Linked DNA regions of Mus musculus: regions 1, 2 and 3 are each linked to region 4. A link is a contact called in public HiChIP or PLAC-seq and promoter capture Hi-C data. All regions are on one chromosome and are shown on one strand. The core of a region is the stretch at or near the end of the contact, and the rest is flanking DNA. Distances in the headings are between cores, read along the strand shown.

Region 1 (2,700 bases), core at 164-2,663, 1.1 Mb after region 4:
TGCTGCATATGTCCTTGAGGCCAGGGTGCTGACTTAGGAAGTAAGACAAGAACAACTAGTACCTGAAATACTCTCATGGAAGTCCTGACCTCCAGTGATGATCCTTGGAACTGGGGTTTGGGGCCCCTGTGGTTTCTTTCCGGTTACAGTTTCCTATCCTCAGAAGTAAAATAGTTTTTTGGTAGAACCAGCTGATTGTTTTCTTCATGGTATTTGAGATTTTATTTTTTTAGTATTATATATCACAGGATAAAATGTCTATGTCCAAGCATCATGAAAATAAATGGAGGACTCAAGAGGGCAGATGAAATATAAAAACAAATTACAAAAATGTAATTTTTTTTTTAGCAGAAGATGTAATAAAACTGAAAAGACAAATAAAACACCTATACAAAAATGTACGAGGTGCGTGCCTTTGTGTGTGTGTGTGTGTGTGTGTGTGTGTGTGTGTGTGTGTGTGTATTCCTTGCTTCTCTCACTAGGTTACAGCATACAATTTTGTCTCACTTCTGCAGCTTGGACCACCATTACTCTCCTTGGACCCACCAGCCTCTTCCTAACAATTCTTTTCCAATCTCAAAAGGTATTACTGGGAAAAGTAAAAATAATTCATGAAAATATTCTGCAAAATAAAAAGAAAGAAAATAAAGAGCAAAAAAAAAAAAAAGAAGAAGAGAGTAAGAGAATGAAAAAATGAAAAAAAGTCAAAGAACAATGATATCTACTGTGGGCTGTATCACGAAGTTTTAAAAAGTCACACAAGAAGTGATCACTAGTGGTTAGAAGAAGGTGATGTTGACCTTTTCTTGATTTTTCTTTTGAAGCTTTGTATTTTCATAAAGTTTTGTTATTGGAAAGTTGTGAGAATGAATGTAAAGGAAAATAAAAACAAAAATATTTTATATAGTTACCAAAATATATGAATTCAATCTTTAAAAGGGGTATTAAATTAATTTACAATATGTTAAAATAAATTTGTAATCTTTCCCTTCAATAAAACCAATGAATGAGTTCACAACTTAAATACACATTTCCATTTCCATTTTTTCCAATTTTGTTTCTTCTTATTTTATTTGAAAATTCTTAGTTACCTTGGACATTTTTTATTATTACATTGTTTTTCTTTCTTTTTTTCCTTGAATTTTTATTAGATGTTTTCCCCCTTTCCACCTGCTTTTTTTATTTGTTTGTTTGTTTTTTGGTTTTTGTTTTATTTTTGTTTTTGATAACCAAGTTTGGAAGGTAACACTTCTTGTCATGAGAAGGAAGAATAGGAACTAAATGAAAAGTTTAGTACATTCATGGTGGGTAGCACAGCAGCAAGTAGATTGCTTTTTGAGGAGATGTGTCCTACTGTGGTAGTTTGAATAACAATGGCCTACATAGGCTCATCTGTCTGAATGCTTAGGACTTACTTCTAGCTACTTGACAGGGATTAGGAAGTGTGGCTTTGTGGGGAAAAGAGTGTCACTGAGGGTCAGCTTTAGGGTTTCAAAAGTACAACCTGGGCCAAGTGTCCTCTCTCTTCCTGCTTCTTTAATCCTCAGAAACAACTCTCAGTCTACATCACCATCAGGCTGATACTGAACTAAACTCTGCACTGTACGCAAGGCCAATTAAATGTTTGCCTTTATAAGAGTCGCCTCTGTCATGGTGTTTCCTCATAAAAGTGGAACTTGGTCTAAGATACCTACTTACACTCTACAGAATTGCTTAAGGATTTCCTCATTCTGATTTGAGCGCTCAGCCAAGTAAACACAGATTCCCTGGTTGAAATCGACTCTACAAGCATTTAGGAAAAAAAAATCTTATGCATCAATGCATAGAGAGTAGTTAGGTGACAAATGGTCATTTACTTTTTTTTTTTTTTTTTTTTTTTTTTTGGTGTTTTTGAGACGGGGTTTCTCTGTGTAGTCCTGGCTGTCCTGGAACTCACTTTGTAGACGAGGCTGGCCTCGAACTCAGAAATCTGCCTGCCTCTGCTTCCCGAGTGCTGGGATTAAAGATGTGCGCCACCACGCCCCATGGTCATTTACTTTTTAAGTTATCAATTTGTAAATAACAATCCTTCATGTTAGTTGTTTTAACTAAGAAATAGAGTTCACTTTCAGGTAGGAATGAAAACAGTTTCTTCATTGTATTGAAGCTACGTTGGCATTTACGCTCGTGAATGAAAAAGAAAGACTATAAGAATTTATGTTTATAGTAATAATCTAAAATGGAAAACACAATGAGATAATTCTATTTTCTTAAGCAGTGAAAGTTGAACAGAAACTACTTTGGTGGAGTGAAGGAAGATCAACCATTTCCATCGTAAACAACGTTAGAAAGATGGGCACCTACCAGTGGAGATTGCTTAAAGAAATAGTTTATTATTTAATGATTTACAAATGTACATTATATTTAATCATCCAAACATGTACCTTAACTGTAAAATCAATGTTATGAGGACAATGATATTGATGAGTAAGTATTTGTATAAAACACTGCTTAAGATGTCATTGCTTAATATTTCTTCTGAAAAAAATCTCTTAAGATATTGCTAGAATAATATGAGAATCTTTTGTATATAGGGGTAAGGCTGCTGCTTACAACTGGCAGCTCAAGACAAGGTTGATCTAGTATTGAGTATGATCAATGCTAGGATACAGAGAAACTATATCTTAGTTTTCCCATATCTGTCTCAATGTAGAGACAGTA
Region 2 (2,700 bases), core at 110-2,609, 1.7 Mb after region 4:
CTTAAGCTCTGTATGGGAAGCTCACCCTCATGCAGAATGCAGGCCAGAGAAGATAGAAAGATGGTTCTACAACCCAGTTCTTATAATTGCTGTGCCATATTGAAACAGTCAGGACATTAACATTTGAAAATGAGTTTAACTATACATATGTGTTGAGCCTGGTTCTCAGAGTAGAAAGGGGGTTGCTCTTACCTGTTGGAAGGGATACCAGATTCAGAGCAAATTCATTACGCTAATTAAGATTCAGGCCGCCATAACAATAAAAATATAAGGACGTTTACCAAGAAGTGTGAATCATCACCATTACAAGGGATTATCAGAAAAAGCTATAGAAGACTTCCAAGTGAACTGATTGTTATTGTCATGTGTGCCCACACAAATATTCATACAAAATCTATTATAGTATGTACTTTAAAAAAAACCTGTAACATGTAATAAGCACCAGACCCAGTGTGGCTGGCTCCTCCTGTCCTCTGGGAGTGACCCTATAGTCACTAGTATTCTGCAAGGGAGATTCACCCTAGCACTAGATAAATGTGTGTGAGTCCAGTGATAATTTCTCAAATGCAAGATCAGTTTAGATGCCACAATAGAAAGAAGACCCAGCCCTTGCCAAGACAAAGCATTAATCCTGCAATTCTTACTTCCTGTTCTTCAGCCAATGACCCTGTCCTGTGATCCCCAAGGTGGGGGGGCATCATTCTTACAACCTAGATTTGACCAACAATGTTAAATATTTTAGTGCATTGCTTCAAAGTGTAAATGTAATGAATAATGGGTTAGGTTTCATAAATATTTGCTATTTAGGAGGAAAAAATGGTTACATTGATTAACTCTGCAAAAAAGAGGGGGGTTTTACGAGTATTATCTGTATGCTTAAGGTCACTATGGCTGTTTGAGTATTTTCTGTGCATCATGCACCAGTCAGACTGTGTTCAGGGCTAGAAGAACAACTTCAGTTATTTTAACTCAAACCAACCGTTCTTTAAATAATAGACATCAAATCAGGCAGGAAATTGACCTTTTATAAACATCATGTATGTACTGAGCATTTTTCTTAAGGACTTTACCTTTTAAAGCCTGTCTTCTCTTTCTTTTATCACATCTGCTCAAGGCGAAAAGGAAAAAAAATAATAATTAAAAGAAACTATACAAGTGACCTTAGAGTAAATGTGTGTTGTTTGAGAGTAAGCCCTCTCATAGAGAAAATTCAAAGGAATACAATGCTGGTCCTATATTAACTTTAATGACCTCTTTGGGCTCTGATGCCTGGAGAGTTTTAAAAGCAGGTAGCTTGGATGCCAGCTGCGGTTTCCTTGGCTCAGCCAGTTTAAGTAAGGCACACCAGTGAGGCTTTATTAGCACACACAATTTAGCAGGGTAACAGTCAGGCTTCTCCATTTCCTGGGTTGGTTGCTTACTGGTAATATCATTCCTGAGAGAATTCAGGACTTTTAATTATGCTGTGAATAGTTTACAGTATTGAGCTACGGAATGAAAATTAAACTGAAGACATTTTATTTGTTCACTGGTTAATTAAATAGCAGACAACAGCAAGCTAGACTTATAGAAAACCTCGGCAGATTTGGTTTGCCAACCATGTGTGAAAATATTTTCCTTTTTTTATTTCCCATTAGTAGCCCACTGTGATGAAGTGAAACTGATTCTAAAATGGGTTTTGAAGTTTTACCTAGGCATACAGTATGATCCAAGGACATTTAAACACTGGGGAGGTATTCACAATCCACAATAAATATGCTCTATCTTTTTAGTTTATATTAAATGGATAAATCATGACTCTTGAAATTGCAGCTCGCTGCTAACTCACAATTTATCTAAACAATATAAAAAGAAGTGTTTCTAGATGAAGTAATACATTTTCTTTTCATAGCTGATGTATAATATACTACCCGGTATTAGGAAATAAGAATAAAATTCTCGAGAACTTGATTACTAACCTGATTTAGCTCTGAAAACCTTCAGCTATGGTTAACAAAATTGTAACTGAAAACTGCAGAAAACATGTGCCATTCTAGGTAGTTGACACAGAGTTTACTTTCTTGAGAATTTTTTCCAAATAAAAGCATGAGCATTTAATGACACTACTTGATATCCTTCAATAGCCTTTTATTGTAAGCACAAAGGATAAAGTCATATCGCCAGCTATAGCTGGTTCTGAAGGTTGCTAGCCCCTGCCCCTCATAAGTAGTAGTGCACCCTGTCACTGGGGTATTTCAGATATGGCCACAAAGGTTATCTTTTACTTCCATAGACATTACAGTAATACATTTGAAGGTTGAATTGAGGATGCATTGATCCTTTTATAAAAACACAGCAAAAAGTTTTAAATTGGAAAAGAATGTATCTCATAAAACTAAATATGTCTTTTAAATTATATTTCATTTTATGTTATTTGTATTTTGAGTTTTACCTGCACTCTCAGAACACCATATGCATGCAGTGCCTACAGAGTCCAGAAGAGGAGAGGGCATCAGATCCTCTGGGTCTACAGTTACAGGAAGTTGAGTGCTGTCACATGGATGCTGGGTATCAAGACTAGGTCCTTTGGCAGTGCAGCCAGTGCTCTGAACTACTGAGCCATCTCCAACCCCACATTTTATATATGCTGACTAAGAGTTTTCTATTATCCTCTTTTATAAATATTGGTAGCTCTAGAGTCCTCATTTTAGCACCGTGCTC
Region 3 (2,700 bases), core at 171-2,670, 1.6 Mb after region 4:
AAAGGAAAAATAATGAGATTATAAAAATAATTAATACAAAATCCTGAGAAAAACAAATGTCCAAATAGACAGAAAGCATATGAATTCCAGCACAGGTCATAAGGCCAAGAAATTCAGCCAATGGCAAGCAACACTTATACAAGGTGAGAACTCAAAGCTACTTGCTAAAAACACCAGAGTCCATTTTCACTGTCATGGCAAATTAAGAGAACAATTGAACATTTCTTGACATCAACAATACCTTTAGCACTGACAAAAAAGAAATAACTTTAAGCCTCAAATTAAAAGCTAATTGACAATTACATATTTTCCCATTAAAAAAGCTCATTGTAATTATTTTTAAATTAAAATATCTTTTATTGTTTTTAATGTCTGTGTATATGTGAGGGTATATTCATGTGACTGCAGGTACTTAGGAAAGGACATTAGCTGGAGCTGGTGGTGTAGGCAACTGTAAACCACTGGATTTAATTTCTAGGAAGCAAACTCAGGTCTTCTGCAAAAGCCACCTAGTGTTCCTATCTGCCAAAACCATCTCTCTAGCCCCAAAATACAACAAATTCTAATAAATGACTCAAAGTATAAGGACAGAGATAAGATATATTTTCCATGTGGACTTGCTAAACATTATTTCATTGGAACTCCTTGGCATGAAAGTGTTATGATTCTAAGATAGAAAAGGGCATTATACTAGCATGCTAGCTGTAAATTATCTCTAAGCAGTTACTTGATACACATGAAATAGCTTTCCTTCATGAGTCTTACCTGGGAATATAGTCAGATGCATATAAAACATATAAAAATTCGCATCTGTAATAATAGTGTAACCTTGTTACATTCTGCAGAGAAACAAAGAGGGTGGAGAAAACCAGTCAAGATTGACCCTTCCTAGAAAATGCAGAAAATTAAAGACAGTACAGTCTTAACCAAATGCTCAATTCAATGTTTCTGAAGTCTCATACACACAAAACTACCCCGAAATTTTGATAAATACTAAACATAACCAGGCTGTGCTTATTTTTGTAGACTCTGAGTTTATATTGGAGGAAGGATTCTTTTAGGCTTTCAAGGAAAATTTAATTTACAGCCAGACTTGAGAACCAGTGATATCGTATATCACGTTCCCGCTGAGATAATTGAAGCAGGAAGACATGAAGAACTCAGTCCGGTGTAATGGCAGGATCATTCTTCTGCATGAAACTGTGTTTATCAGACCTTTGGGTAGCGTGCTGCTTCCTAGTGCCTTCACACTTTTCTGCACTTTGTGAGTTACGATCAGTTTCATATCATATCATTAGGTATATTTGAGATTCATGCGATAAGCTAAGAGAAATATGCACTAGGAAACACGAGGGCCCGTGGACACGTTTTGCTGGCAGCTCAACCGTGAGCACGGAAGCCATGAGGTAAGGTGTTGGCAGCCGTGGGCACGGAAGCAGCTTCGGAGTGTTACCAGCATCTGTTCATCAGGCTGTTTGCTGCATTTCACTCTGTAAGTACATCACTATGATTAGAAGCCTCATACCTCCCAGCCATCGTTACCTATCCTGGAAATATATTCCTTTGAGATGAATTACTTCAACTACAAATAACCAAAGAGATGATAGCTTGGAAGCTAGTATATCATTCTCTGCAAGGATTTTCCTAACTTGTGTGAGGAAAGAATAGCCCAAGTGTGTTCATTTCTTAGGAAAGTCTCCTCTCTTTATTTCTATAGTTGTACTCAGTCCCCCTGAATCTATGCATAATGGAATGTTTATAAAACACAAAGAATATGTTATCATCTTTCTATATAGAATATATCATATGTACATATATGTAATAAAATATCAAAATACCTTCATTATTAAGAAATCAATTAATCTCAATTAATTACTTTGAATATTTTCTAGTATTATCTGCATATAATCCCATACAGTATAAGCGATTGACTACAATTTTTACTTGCTCATATCATTAAGTAAAGAGATAGAAAGGCTCTTTTTTAAAAAATAAGAAATGCCTTTTGCCACCAATTTAAAAAATCAACAAAAATCTACTTTATATCCAATTATTTTAAGAAGGATTGTGTTCATCCACAATATTAAGAAAGGAGCTGAAGGGGTTTGCAACCCCATAGGAGAAACAACAATATGAACCAACCAGTACCCCCAGAGCTCCCAGGGACTAAACCACCAACCAAAGAGTACACATAGTGGGACTCATGGCTCCAGCTACCTATGTAGCAGTGGATGGCCTAGTCTGTCATCAATGGAAGGCGAAGCCCTTGGTCCTGTGAAGGCTCTATGCCCCAGTGTAGGGGAATGCCAGAGACAGGAAGTGGGAGTGGGTGAGTTGGTGAGCAGGGTGACGGGGAGTGGATAAGGGGAGGAGGTTTTTGGAGGGAGACCAGTAAAAGGGATAATATTTGAAATGTAAATATCCAGTAAAATAAAATAATTAATTTTAAAAGAAGACAAAGAAACATTTGAAAAAAAAAAAAGATTGTGATTAGAGATCAGCTACAATACTCAAGCTAACTACTAAAAGCAAGCTTGCCTGGGTTACAAGCCTGCAGATGGAGGAGCTCTATCCTTGGGAAGTGTCACAGTGTTCTGGAATTATAGAACTGAAAGGGGTCAGAATTGATGGAGGACACCTGTGTCTTTTTAATCATGTAGCGCCTACTTGAAAGCTTATTCTCATACCAGGTGTCAGCAT
Region 4 (2,700 bases), core at 200-2,699:
ATGTCATTCTTGCTTGAAATCTATGGCTGATCAACAGACAGAAAATTACAGTAAGATTTGCAATGAAACAGTGCCAGGTTATTTAAAAAGAAAAAAAAAACAACAACAAAAAACCTTGTTCCCCCAGGAAATGAGTTACCATGTAATTGTGATAAAATAAAAGTCTTTAATCATACGAGACACTGGTCTTTTGAAAGAGGTCATTTGAAGATATGTTGTGCACAATGATTGCCATGCCCCGGAGTCTCACAAACCTACCAGATACAATCGATTAAAATTCAAAACCCTATATTATTTTGTTTTGGATTTTTATTTGAAATTGCTTCAGTTACTCCCAATTGAAAAAGTAAATTATTGCCTTTTTTAAAGAGTAGACTAAGTACAATGATCAAGTTAGAAAAGAATAAATAAAAAATTCAAAATGAATAGAAAACTGTTTAATCATGACCTTGATACATATTTTCTATTTAAAAGCACACAAATGCCTAAGGCACACCTCCCACTAAATGACAATGTTCACAAACTCTAAACAGCAAAGTTACAGGTGTGCCTAGCTTAGTTGTGTCTGACGTAACAAATCTTTTTAATAAAATTTGCAGGAATGCTTTGTTAAAATAGCCCTCCCAAATCAACTACATAAAACCCTTTAGATAGAAAATAAGGCTAAATTATGTTACCATAAAATCACCAGCTAAAACATATTCCTTAGTTCTTAGTAACTATGGTAATAAGTGGTAGTTTATAGATGGTGGAAAGAATTATGCTAATCTTTCAATGACTCAGGGCTGGGGAAACACAACTACTTAGACCTGGGGAGAATTTAGCTAGTTTGAAAAATTAACCTAGTGGAACGAGAGAGGAGTCAGTTACAGACAAGATCCCTGAGTAAGCGTTCCAGAGTCGACATTTTCTCTCATTGTGTCTAAGTCTTACTCATTTTTCGTACTATCCTAACCACTAGCTTAAATGTTTTCTCATTCATAAGCACGATCAAAATGAGCTGAGTCTAAGAAGTCCTTTCTTGGAAGATCTTATGTACACCGCTTAAACCAGGACCCAATTTGGCCAAACCTTAAGGACATGACCTTCTAGGATCTGTCTCTGAAATCTCTGTAAAGTTAGGATATTCCTTTAGCAATGAATATGCTATCATGGGATTGTGTTAAAACCCCCTTAACTTTGACTCTGTCAGAATTTGTTAGTTGTAGAAATTCAAAATCCTCTTAAATCGGATAGTGTAAGAAAATTCTTGTTTATTTTTTTGGAAGAAAAATTATGAGTCTCCGTGACAGCCGGCAAAGCGTTCTAATCCAGATTTACCGCTAGAGGGAGACATAGTCCAGCATTTGCAACGTTTGCTGTCTTATACTTTTTTTTTTTTTTTTTTCTTTCTGCAGGAAGGTGGTTTGCTCTCAGCATCTGCAGCCACTGCTGACAGAATTGGGAGGGAGACAGAGGGAGTCAAAGCCTCCCGGTCCAGCCGTCCCATTTTACTGCTTAACTCAGCCTGGAGTGTCAGAACCCATCTTTGCCTGCCTTCTCTGTGCTTTGTACAGTGGGGCCAGTCGCTCCCAACGGCCAGCCCGCTGAGTGGAACAGGGGTCTAGGGTGGACTAGCAGGGCTCTGCCCGTTGGGGTGACTTTCGAACATTATCTTTAGTGTATTTTAACAGTACAGAGCTTGTGGTGGGACTCAGAGAGGGAGAAGCTTTGATTGCTTTTTAAAATTATTTTATTTTATTTTATTTTTTGGCTTTTTTTTTTTTTTTCTTCTGGTGATCTGGATTTGTTTCCTCGGGCCCCTCCCCTTGTTCCGTTCTTTCTCACTCCCGCCTTTGGCGAAGTGACACAGGCGACACCTGCTCGCTTGTGTCTGCTGCTGGAACTCGCACCTCCAAGGTGGTGAAGGTGCCGGCGCGCTCGTGACTTGGGGGGACAGCAGAGGGGTTCCCTCCCTTGGAGCACACGATGCGGAGAGTGGCGGCGGGTGGGATGCGAGGAGCTCTACCGGCTGCACTTGGAGGCGCGATCGAGGGGCTGCAGCTGGCCGGGAGTTGCTGCTAAGTGGACGCGACTCGACGGCGCCCAGGTGTCCGAGAGGGCACCCGCGGGACCCGAGTGCGAGCTGCGGGAACGCAGGCGTCTCCCGGGGAGGACGCCGGCCGAGCGCACAGCCCGCGAGCCTGCTCAGAACCGCTCCACACCGGGAGCCTGCAGACCTGGGAGAGCCGGGGAACTCGAGGAGTGTGCTCGGCGGCGGAGGCTGCTCTGCTGAAGGTGAATCACCGCGTCCAATTGCCTTTCCCTAGAGAACCCGGGGGAGGGCGGGAGAGGGGGAACGTGTGAGCGCGCGCGTTTGTGTGCAAGGGAGAGCCGACGCGGGGCGAGAGGAAAAGTCCTCGCTCGCCGCTCAAAGCAAACAAACCGGAGATGGAATAAGAGCGGCGGTGGCTGGAGCCCGCCTGGATCCTCGCAGTCGCGGGAGCCGAGCGCACCACCGCGCGCAGCGCATCGCCGGGGACAGCGGGCGACCGCGGGCGCCGCCGGGGGCTGCGGAGACTTTGGCTCTCCCCCTCGGTCGACGACCCTTCCGATTACTTTGACACTGTGGGATAAAGAGCAGAGCCCGGGGACCGACCTCGCGCGCTGCACCTTCCTTTTGCTTCGGGGAAGGGGGACCCCAGCTTGTAGGTGAAGACG

The links. Promoter capture Hi-C pulls out the DNA fragments that hold promoters and counts their contacts. HiChIP or PLAC-seq counts read pairs in DNA pulled down with a chosen protein or histone mark.
Region 1: a promoter capture Hi-C map of stem cell-derived epiblast-like cells shows a contact between it and region 4, with 5 times the contacts expected there. The contact joins the enhancer-like site here to the promoter of Tafa2 in region 4. A contact is called at or near these places in 8 of 39 promoter capture datasets (the C10 cell line, cranial neural crest, hippocampal neurons and 4 more) and 4 of 115 datasets of contacts at active chromatin or transcription factors (embryonic forebrain, embryonic stem cells, forebrain and 1 more).
Region 2: a contact with region 4 is called in an H3K4me3 HiChIP or PLAC-seq map of embryonic limb bud, with 14 times the contacts expected there. The contact joins the enhancer-like site here to the promoter of Tafa2 in region 4. A contact is called at or near these places in 5 of 39 promoter capture datasets (the 3T3-L1 cell line, the C10 cell line, cranial neural crest and 2 more), 1 of 484 Hi-C or Micro-C datasets (embryonic stem cells) and 7 of 115 datasets of contacts at active chromatin or transcription factors (embryonic forebrain, embryonic hindbrain, embryonic limb bud and 4 more).
Region 3: a contact with region 4 is called in a promoter capture Hi-C map of hippocampal neurons, with 9 times the contacts expected there. The contact joins the enhancer-like site here to the promoter of Tafa2 in region 4. A contact is called at or near these places in 13 of 39 promoter capture datasets (the 3T3-L1 cell line, the C10 cell line, cranial neural crest and 8 more), 1 of 484 Hi-C or Micro-C datasets (embryonic stem cells), 3 of 115 datasets of contacts at active chromatin or transcription factors (embryonic forebrain, embryonic hindbrain and forebrain) and 1 of 9 other capture datasets (embryonic stem cells).

The regions. Positions count from the first base shown.
Region 1 is chr10:124,399,193-124,401,892 of GRCm38.p6, forward strand. No RefSeq gene overlaps it. Among named protein-coding and RNA genes, the nearest start is that of Gm36719, 600 kb to the right of the region's middle. Within about 2 kb of position 1,414, at least 3 of the 459 cell types and tissues checked have an H3K27ac peak or open chromatin away from gene starts, as enhancers often do. A contact at or near this core is called in stem cell-derived epiblast-like cells, where this site is marked.
Region 2 is chr10:124,926,067-124,928,766 of GRCm38.p6, forward strand. No RefSeq gene overlaps it. Among named protein-coding and RNA genes, the nearest start is that of Gm36719, 70 kb to the right of the region's middle. Within about 2 kb of position 1,360, at least 2 of the 459 cell types and tissues checked have an H3K27ac peak or open chromatin away from gene starts, as enhancers often do. A contact at or near this core is called in embryonic limb bud, where this site is marked.
Region 3 is chr10:124,898,826-124,901,525 of GRCm38.p6, forward strand. No RefSeq gene overlaps it. Among named protein-coding and RNA genes, the nearest start is that of Gm36719, 97 kb to the right of the region's middle. Within about 2 kb of position 1,421, at least 3 of the 459 cell types and tissues checked have an H3K27ac peak or open chromatin away from gene starts, as enhancers often do. A contact at or near this core is called in hippocampal neurons, where this site is marked.
Region 4 is chr10:123,262,627-123,265,326 of GRCm38.p6, forward strand. Tafa2 (TAFA chemokine like family member 2) reads left to right here and starts at 1,450. Exons shown (of 5, transcript NM_001252387.1): 1 at 1,450-2,700.